3 separate regions of the Mus musculus genome follow, and regions 1 and 2 are each linked to region 3. Evidence: chromatin contacts called from public promoter capture Hi-C data. All regions are on one chromosome and are shown on one strand. Each heading gives the region's core, a stretch centred on a gene start, on an enhancer-like site or on the middle of the called end of the contact. The rest is flanking DNA. Distances are from core to core; before and after follow the strand shown.

Region 1 (2,700 bases), core at 6-2,505, 670 kb before region 3:
GTAGGTCCATAGAGATTCCCTATGGACATGATGTTCTGTCTTGGTTCGTAACCTTGAAAAACACAACCTGCAAAGACACACATCCTTCTGAGGAGCCTGGTGGGAGAACTATGGGGGTTCTACAGAGCAAAATGCAAACAAGCAAAACCCTGCTGAGATTTTATATATATAATATAGGCTTATATACATATATATATTTATATAAATAAATAAATAAATAAATGGAAGGCCCAGTGACTTACTCAGCGAGATTTGAACCACCCTGTGAAAGCTGTCTGGGAGATGATTTAGCAAGGAACACAAAGAGAACAGTAGGATTCCCAAGAGGAAAGAGTTTAATCAAGTGTGATAATGGCACTGACCAGTAAGTAGGCAGAAAAAGATTGGTTTACAGGCAAAGGTGTGGTTAAAATATTTTGGGAGAAATATGTAATTTACTTGAGTAGCTGAACCGAAAATGCTTGTACCATCAGGCCCTACAAGACCATCCTGTAGCCATTGTATTAGTATTCTTGCAGGTGAACAAAGGCCTGGCTCCCTTCCTCCTCGTCTACTCCTACCTGCTGCTCCGAAGCAATCCAGTCCTCCACGTGCACTCACTTCCGCCTTGGTAACTCCGTATCGTGTATCTGCCCCTACACCCCATCCTCCTCCAGCCCTCATGTGTTCTAGGTTGCACAAAATTGCCAAAATCCCACACGGGGGAGGGGCAGTGGTAGAGATTTCCTACGGAGAGAACCTGCAGGTAGCACGGGGCTGTCACTGGGAGGAAAGATTCTATGTCACACACCCCCCTCCCTGTCGCCTAAAAAAAAAAAAAAAACCGGGAAGATGGCGGACAAGACCCGCGACGTGAGCAGCAGAAATGGCGTAGCCCGGCTAAGGCAAGACAAAGGAAGGCCTGGCCCGGCATCCCAAGCTCCACAAACCTGGCGAAAGGCATTGTCCCGAAAGTACCCGCATCCGCCCCTTCGAGAGAAACCCTGGTTCCAGCCCGAGCACGCCCGCGGCCCCAAGCAGCGCCCTTGAGCCCGTCCGCGCGACAGGTACACCCGTGACCAGGCCACGGACACCTCGGGACACGTGCTTCCCAGGGTGCAAAGCAGCACCACCGACTGGAAGGTACCGAGGCCAACACCGTGGAAAAACTCACCGGGACAGACCTCACCTCACACGCGATCGCCACAGGCGCGCGCCACCGCCGCGTGTCCCCATTTATAGCGCGCGCTGCCCGTCAGCCCCACCCATCGCGCTCGCAAGGCCCCGCCTCCAGCGGCTCTTGGGCCCCGCCCTGAGGTAGCCCACACTTACGCCTGAGCCGGGGATCCTGCTTTCACGGTGGCAGAAAGAATAAACGTCTGTTGCCCTTAGGACATTCCTGATCAGGTGATAAGGTACGTTGTTCCCAAAGAGGATGAAGAGAATGAAGAACATATCTGAAAGGTTCTTCCGTTACTTCCGTCAGGCAGCTCTTAGACAGCTCCCAAGGAGAGGGCGGGACGAGAAAGCCCCCCATGGGGTGGGGGTTTGGCCAGAACCGGAAATCCCCCGACTTGCCAGCGCGGCAGGCTAGCTCGTTTTTGCTGCAGAAGCTGGGGTCCGCTAAAAGGGCCCACCCGGCAGTAGTCGCAGCTGCGGCGCGGGAGGCAGGACCAGCACACACTGGCAGACTTTTAGGGAACCATGGGTGTGGTGTAGTTAGAGGGCTGGGTTCTGTGATGTGCGGGCCCGGAGCGGGGACGCTAGGGCGGAAAGGAGGGGAATTCCCTGTGCCAGAAAGAGGGCAGGTTGGGGTCTGGACCCCTGGGTGTGAGGGAGGGTGGGTGGTGTCTGGACCCTTGTGTATGAGGGCGTGAGGCTGGAGGGCTGCACTACTGGGTTTGAATCTGGAGGCTGAGATAAGGACTGCTGGGTCTGAGGAAGGAGGCGGAGGGCTGGAACCCCTAGGTCTTGGGGGATAAGGGTCAGGGTTCTGAATACTTGGATGAGCTCGAAGTGGGTCCTCAACCACAGAAGTCATAGAACATTTTTTTTTTAAAAGTCTGCACCTCATACCAGTTCTCTCTTTCTTCATTTTGCCCTCCAAATAGTCTATGTTACACTCTTCAAGCTCTAGATTCCTTAATGTGACCTGAGTATTCTTTGTTTAGCTGGCCCTCTGCTCATTAGGGCTCTTTCTCATTCCGCTGGGGAGACTGGCCTGGGAACCTAGTGGTCTGAAGTAAAGGGAAAGATTCTTCTCTTAGGTAAACGAGTTTCCATTATTGCTGCTGGCTCACACCAGAGGAAAGTCAATAGTTTGATGAGACAAGGCCTCTCTCTCTAGAACAGGCTGGCCTTGAGCTCAGAAAGCTCCCTGTCTGCTTCTGTGCTTGGCTCCCGTTACCACATTGATGGTTAATATGGTCAACTTCTCCAAATCTGGTATTACCTAGGAAAGAAGCCTTGGAGCATACCTTGTGGAGAGTTATCTAGGTTAGCTTAGCCGCTGACCATGCACAGGTTATCTTAGTTGGGTTAGTTGACCTGGGAAGGCACACCCACTATTGGGGAACCATGGGCTGCATAAATGGAGAAAGCTGAGCACCAGTGTAAATGTCCCTCTGACTGCAGATGCAGTGTGACCAGCAGCCTCCTCAAGCTCCTGCCTCCTTGACCCTCACCTTACCTCTCCATGTGATGAACTGCACTTTGAACTGT
Region 2 (2,700 bases), core at 162-2,661, 990 kb before region 3:
AGTTGGACTTAATTTGGTGGTGAACACCTTAAAATCTCAGCACTTGGGAGACAGGGGCAGGAGTATCTTTATGTGTTCAAGGCCAGCCTGGTTTACATAGTGAGTTCAAGGCCAGGGCTACATAAGGAGACAGTATGTTTTTTTAAAAATTGTGGGGCTGTAGCCATGGCTAGGGATATGGCTCAGTGGGTAGAGCACTTACATAGCACAAATTTCAAGGCTCTCTTCCCAGGGATTCCAGCATTTAGGAGGTGGAAGCAGTAGAACCTGGAGTTTAAGGTGATTCTTTGATATGTAGGGAGTTTGAGGCTAGCCTGGGCTACACAAGACCAAGTCTGGACAAAGCCAAAAACTAAACAACCAAAAAGTGTGGGGTCTTAGGACATGAAGGGACCCTGGCCAGCTTGAGTGCAGCGAGCGTGGCTCTGGCGGGCTTAGGTTTTCTCTCCCATGCCTTCTGCTTTGCTAAAAACCATTATGTGGCCACTTCCTCCTCCCGAGGCTGATTACCAAGGTTCAGCTATCAAAGTATTGAAGTCCAGCAGCAAAAAAAAAAAAAAAAGCCCCCTTTGGGGAAACATGGGGTTTTCTCTTGCATCTTTATAAACCTCCATTTGCCTATGGGCCACATCTGTGTCTTCACTATTCAGAGGCAATCCTTTATTCTACTCCAGGACAAACACCCTTTCTCTCCTCCCTCTCCCTTGCTTCCTTCCCATTACTTCTCCTAACAGGAGGTATTATGCTGAATTTCTCAGGGTGGAAACCCAGTTTGAGAGTTGGGGACCCAGGCCTTTAAGATGGCTCAGAGAGTAAGGAAGCGTGCAGTTAGATTCACATTCACAAAACTCTCTCTCTCTTTCTCTCTCTCTCTCTCTCTCTCTCTCTCTCTCTCTCTCTGTGTGTGTGTGTGTGTGTGTGTGTGTGTGTGTGTATATCTATCTGTATCTGTCTCTGTCTCTGTCTCTTTCTGTCTCTGTATCTCTTACACACACACACACACACACACACAGAGAGAGAGAGAGAGAGAGAGAGAGAGAGAGAGACGAACAAGTAAAATCTGGGAACCCTGAAAAAATTGGATTCTTGGGGCACCAAGGCCAGCCTCAGTCTTAAAGGACAAGCCGTTGGGAATCTGTCAGGAGTGAGAGTGGGGGTCCCCATACCGGATCAGTTTGGCCTCCTCAGGCTCCAAATTCCCCAGCAGCAGGCACAGCAGCAGCAGCAGTAGTGGCGACATCTCTGGGGACTAGAGCTGGGCCAAGATGTCCTGTGGCCCTTTTCTTCCCCTTGAGACTCCACCCTGTTCACGCCCCACCACCTACTGGAACACAGAAGTGACGTGTGTGTATGTGTGTGTGTGTGTGTGTGTGTGTGTGTGTGTGTGTGTGAGGTCCTTCAGTAGCAGGGCCAGAACCGGGCTGTTTAAGGTATGTGCTGAGTGTGTGTGCTGAGGTTCATTGGTTCCTGGCTTGTACCTTTGAGAGCATGGGGAGGGAGACCCGCACCCACCCCTTTCCTGCCCCTCTATGGATTTTACTTTTAACTTTCAGTTCGCTTTTCTGAGACTCATTAACCACAATTTTTTTTTCTTGAGCAAGAGGGAGGAACAGGAAAGGTCTGTGGGGGGTCTGGGAGGGGACACTCAGTTACAATAGAGGTGTGCTGTCCTTCCTATGTGGGTGGCTCTGTCAGCTTCTCAGGATACCCACTCTTTCTGCCCTTGCCTGGTTTTTTTAGGGAGAAGGGGCTCCCCTCTCTTTACACATTTTAATTAGCTAGTTCATTTGTGTGTGCATCCACATGCCACAGCAGGAATTTAAAGGACAAAGGACACTTTGCAGGGGTCAGTTCTCTCTTTTCTGCGGGTGGGTCTCAGGAGTCCAACACAGGTCAGCAGGCTTGGCAGCCAGTGCCTTCATCTGTGGAGCCATCTCCCTGGCCTTCCTTTTCTTTTGAAACAAGATCTCATGACTTTACTGAGCTCAAGCGATCCTCTTGCCTTAGGCGCTAGAACAACGGTTCTCAACCTGTGGGGTCAAGACCCCTTTGAGGGCCACATGCCAGATATCCTGCGAATCAGATATTGCATTACGATTCATAACAGTGGCAAAACTACAGTGACCAAGTAGCAACAGCATAGTTTCATGGCTGGTGGTCACCCCAACGTGAGGAACTGGACCCTGTAGGGTCGCCACACTGGAAAGGCTGAGAAGCACTACCTAGAGTTGTGGACTGAAGGCATTCAGCGGGGATGGGAGATGCCAGAAGCATTAGGTAAGTATTAAGTATTAGGACCTGAGTTCCAGCTCCCACATTCACATAAGGAGCTGGCCTGTGCCCTGTGTGGCAGTCCTGGCACTGGGGATGCAGCTAGATCTACCCCAGGGGCTTGCTGCTCAGCCAGACTAGCCAATCAACGAGCTACGGGTTTGGTGAGGGAGTCTGACTCGAAAGCACAGTGAAGAGTGATAGAGGAGACACCTGAAACAGCCCCCGGGCCTCCAGATGCACATGCACGGGAGAGCTGCCTAGCACAGTACTACACGCCTGTGATCCCAGCAACTGGGAGGCAGAGGCAAGAGGATCAAGAGCTCAAGGGCATCTTTGGCTAAGTTTGAGGTCAGCCTGGGCTACGTGAAAACTGTCTCAAAAGAAAACTGAAACTCTGCCCCCTCACCACCTGCGGCAGGCAGGAAA
Region 3 (2,709 bases), core at 76-2,575:
TCAAACATTTAAAAATGAAACGTGTGTGGGTGTTTTGTCTGTCTTTGTCTGTGCACCATTAGCTGGGAGGCCAGAAGGGAACACGGATCCCCTGGAATCGTCCCACCAGGCAGTTCCAAGGCACCATGTGGTGTGGGTGCTGGGAACCCAACACTGCTGACCCACATCTCCACTCTCCTGCCTTTCCTCCTCACTGGTCTCTTCAGTAGGCAGACTGGATGAGGCTGGCCCTTGCCTGTTTGGATGCAGGAACCCAGGCTTCTGCCTTACAATCTTTTTACAGCAGCACCTTTCTGCGTAACTGCCAATTACCAATCCTTGCCAAATTCACAGATCCCAGGCACAAGTCAAACCTCCGATCAGACCTCACATCAGCAAAGGACTGCAGTATTTATGTAAACTTTCAATTGTAACTGAAATGACTAGTTTTTTCTTAAATCTTTCTTCTGTCTTCAGTTGCATACGGGGGAAAGGAAATATCCAGAACACCTAAGGGCAGCCCCAAGGCTATGTCCCCGCTTAGATAACTGTGACCACATTAAATATACCTAAACACATCTCCTGGCTTCTAGGCAGTGCCTTCTATTGCTAATACTGCTTAGGCTGACAGAGATGGAGGGCACTGGGTCTCCAGTTTGGACCAAACGTAAATAAATTCATTTCCCCGTTTTCTCTTACTCTTTGGAGTTTATCTCCTCTCGAAGGCCAGTGTTTGACCAGGAGCCAGGGCTCCAGTTACCAGCTACTCAAACAGCCCAGAAAGCGACGCGGTCGCCCTCACAAAGCACCCTACACTGGCCTCAAGCTCCATCGCCTGACTCCTAAGCCAATCACAGACTGAGCGGATCACAAGCCATCTCAAGGTCCTCGCCCTGAAGCTCCCGGATGCTGCAGCGCCCACTCACTGAGTCCTGCCCCGAATGCCCTCACATGGTAATTTTCACGGACGACGGTGGGAAATCCCACAGGACAGCATACTGGGAAGTGACAAAATACAGACGCGGAAAACCCGCAGGAACAGAATGAAAGAGAACCGAACGACCCCCACTTTATCCACCTCATCCCCCCCTGGGGCCGATTCAACCATCACTCAGCACAAACCGGCGCTCAGCAGCACAGCGTCCTCTGCTCCACATCCACTCACCTCACATTACACCTTAGAGAAGCTCTGCACACGGCACGCCAGGACTGCGAGACTTCCGCCCACAGACACCCACAATTCCATGGGTTCGGATTCCAAACACCCACGCTACCCTGGCAACGACAGGAGAGGCGAACTACTTTAAGATCTGAGCGGATGTGATCACTCTAGGCCACTTCCGATTTGAATAAGGGTTCCCTCAGTTCACTACCACGTAGCCCTGGGTGGCGCGCATGCGCACCACCACTGGCGGAAGTCTGTCTTGCCAGTACTTATTATGGCTCATCTGGTGGTTTCTGATTTTTTTTTTTTTTTTTTTAACTTCTTCCTAGAAAGTGCCATGGCTGAACCCACACTCCCGTGACACAGAGGCAAGCATCAAAGCGCAACGGTTCCATACAGCCGACAAGAATGTGATAGGTGAAAGTCCAAGGCTGTCTCACATGCTTAGGGGATTTATTAACGTCTTGTATGTGTATATAATTCTAAGACACTGTAACATTACATCTTCCTAAATGTACCTTTTTTTCCCCTGTATTTTATTAGATTTACTTTATGTATTTTTGCCTGCATGTTGAGTTTATAGCATCCAGGACAGCTGCAAGAGCAACAAGTGCTTTTAATCTGTTTCTCTTTTTCTTCAACTTTCTCTTGATTTTCACCAGAATTGAAAGAAGTTCTTATTTTTGAGATGACCTCACTATATTGGTCTGACTGGCTTGGAACCGGACATGAAGGTCATTCTGGCCTTGGACTCTCAGACATCTCATGGCCTCTGTTTCCCGAGTGCTGGGATTAAAGATGTGTATCACCACACTGGCCTTTTCTAATTTTTCAAAAATTGAAAACTATGTGGGGTTATTAGGAAACAGGAGGTAAGTCATATGGAACACCAACGGTGAGAAACTGAGATAAGCCATCATTTACGTCATACTGAGGCATCTCACGGTTCCCAGAGGATAGAAACCTGTTCTTACTTAGAAGTAAAATGTCTTCTAAATCGCATAATAGAAATAATGTAGAACTAGGTGGGCAGTGGAAATAATGATAAACAGGGACACTAGTCAAATGGGAAAAACACCTAGCACTGTAGTGAATAAATTAGTAGACCTAATGTACATTATAAGAATAAAGTATAAAATTGTGTGAGTTATCTCCATATTAAACACATTCTAGCCCTGGACAGTCTAGAACAGTGGTTCTCAACCTGTGGGTTATGACCCCTTTGACAAACCTCTATCTCCAAAAATATTTACATCATGATTCATAACAGTAGCAAAATTACAGTTATGAAGTAGCAATGAAAAATATTAGAAAGGTTGAGAACCACTGGTCTGGAACTATGTAGACCAGGCTGGCCTTGAAGTTACTCTGATCTTGTCTATACCAGGGAAGTTCTAGGATTACAACAATGTGCAATCATGCCCAGTTCACACATAGTCTAGAGCTTCCCACTGAGAACAGACTACAGGAATAATGATTTAGGAAACAGTTTCATCATCAAAGATACACCTCAGGAGTCCCAAAAGAGTGGACTCAGCCATCCATCACCACAGAGCAAAATTATG

The links. Promoter capture Hi-C pulls out the DNA fragments that hold promoters and counts their contacts.
Region 1: a promoter capture Hi-C map of neural stem cells shows a contact between it and region 3. The contact joins the promoter of 2410002F23Rik here to the promoter of Zfp719 in region 3. A contact is called at or near these places in 2 of 39 promoter capture datasets (embryonic stem cells and neural stem cells), 2 of 484 Hi-C or Micro-C datasets (CD4 T cells and rod photoreceptor), 5 of 115 datasets of contacts at active chromatin or transcription factors (bone marrow-derived macrophages, embryonic stem cells, extraembryonic endoderm stem cells and 1 more) and 1 of 9 other capture datasets (adipose tissue).
Region 2: a contact with region 3 is called in a promoter capture Hi-C map of the C10 cell line. The contact joins the promoter of Napsa here to the promoter of Zfp719 in region 3. A contact is called at or near these places in 3 of 39 promoter capture datasets (the C10 cell line, embryonic stem cells and pre-B cells).

Annotation. Positions count from the first base shown.
Region 1 is chr7:44,245,277-44,247,976 of GRCm38.p6, reverse strand. 2410002F23Rik (RIKEN cDNA 2410002F23 gene) reads right to left here and starts at 1,255. Exons shown (of 6, transcript NM_025880.4): 1 at 1,154-1,255.
Region 2 is chr7:44,571,156-44,573,855 of GRCm38.p6, reverse strand. Napsa (napsin A aspartic peptidase) reads right to left here and starts at 1,411. Exons shown (of 9, transcript NM_008437.1): 1 at 1,167-1,411. The coding sequence starts at 1,240.
Region 3 is chr7:43,578,202-43,580,910 of GRCm38.p6, reverse strand. It overlaps Zfp719 (zinc finger protein 719), which reads right to left and starts at 1,325. Exons shown (of 4, transcript NM_172482.1): 1 at 1,145-1,325.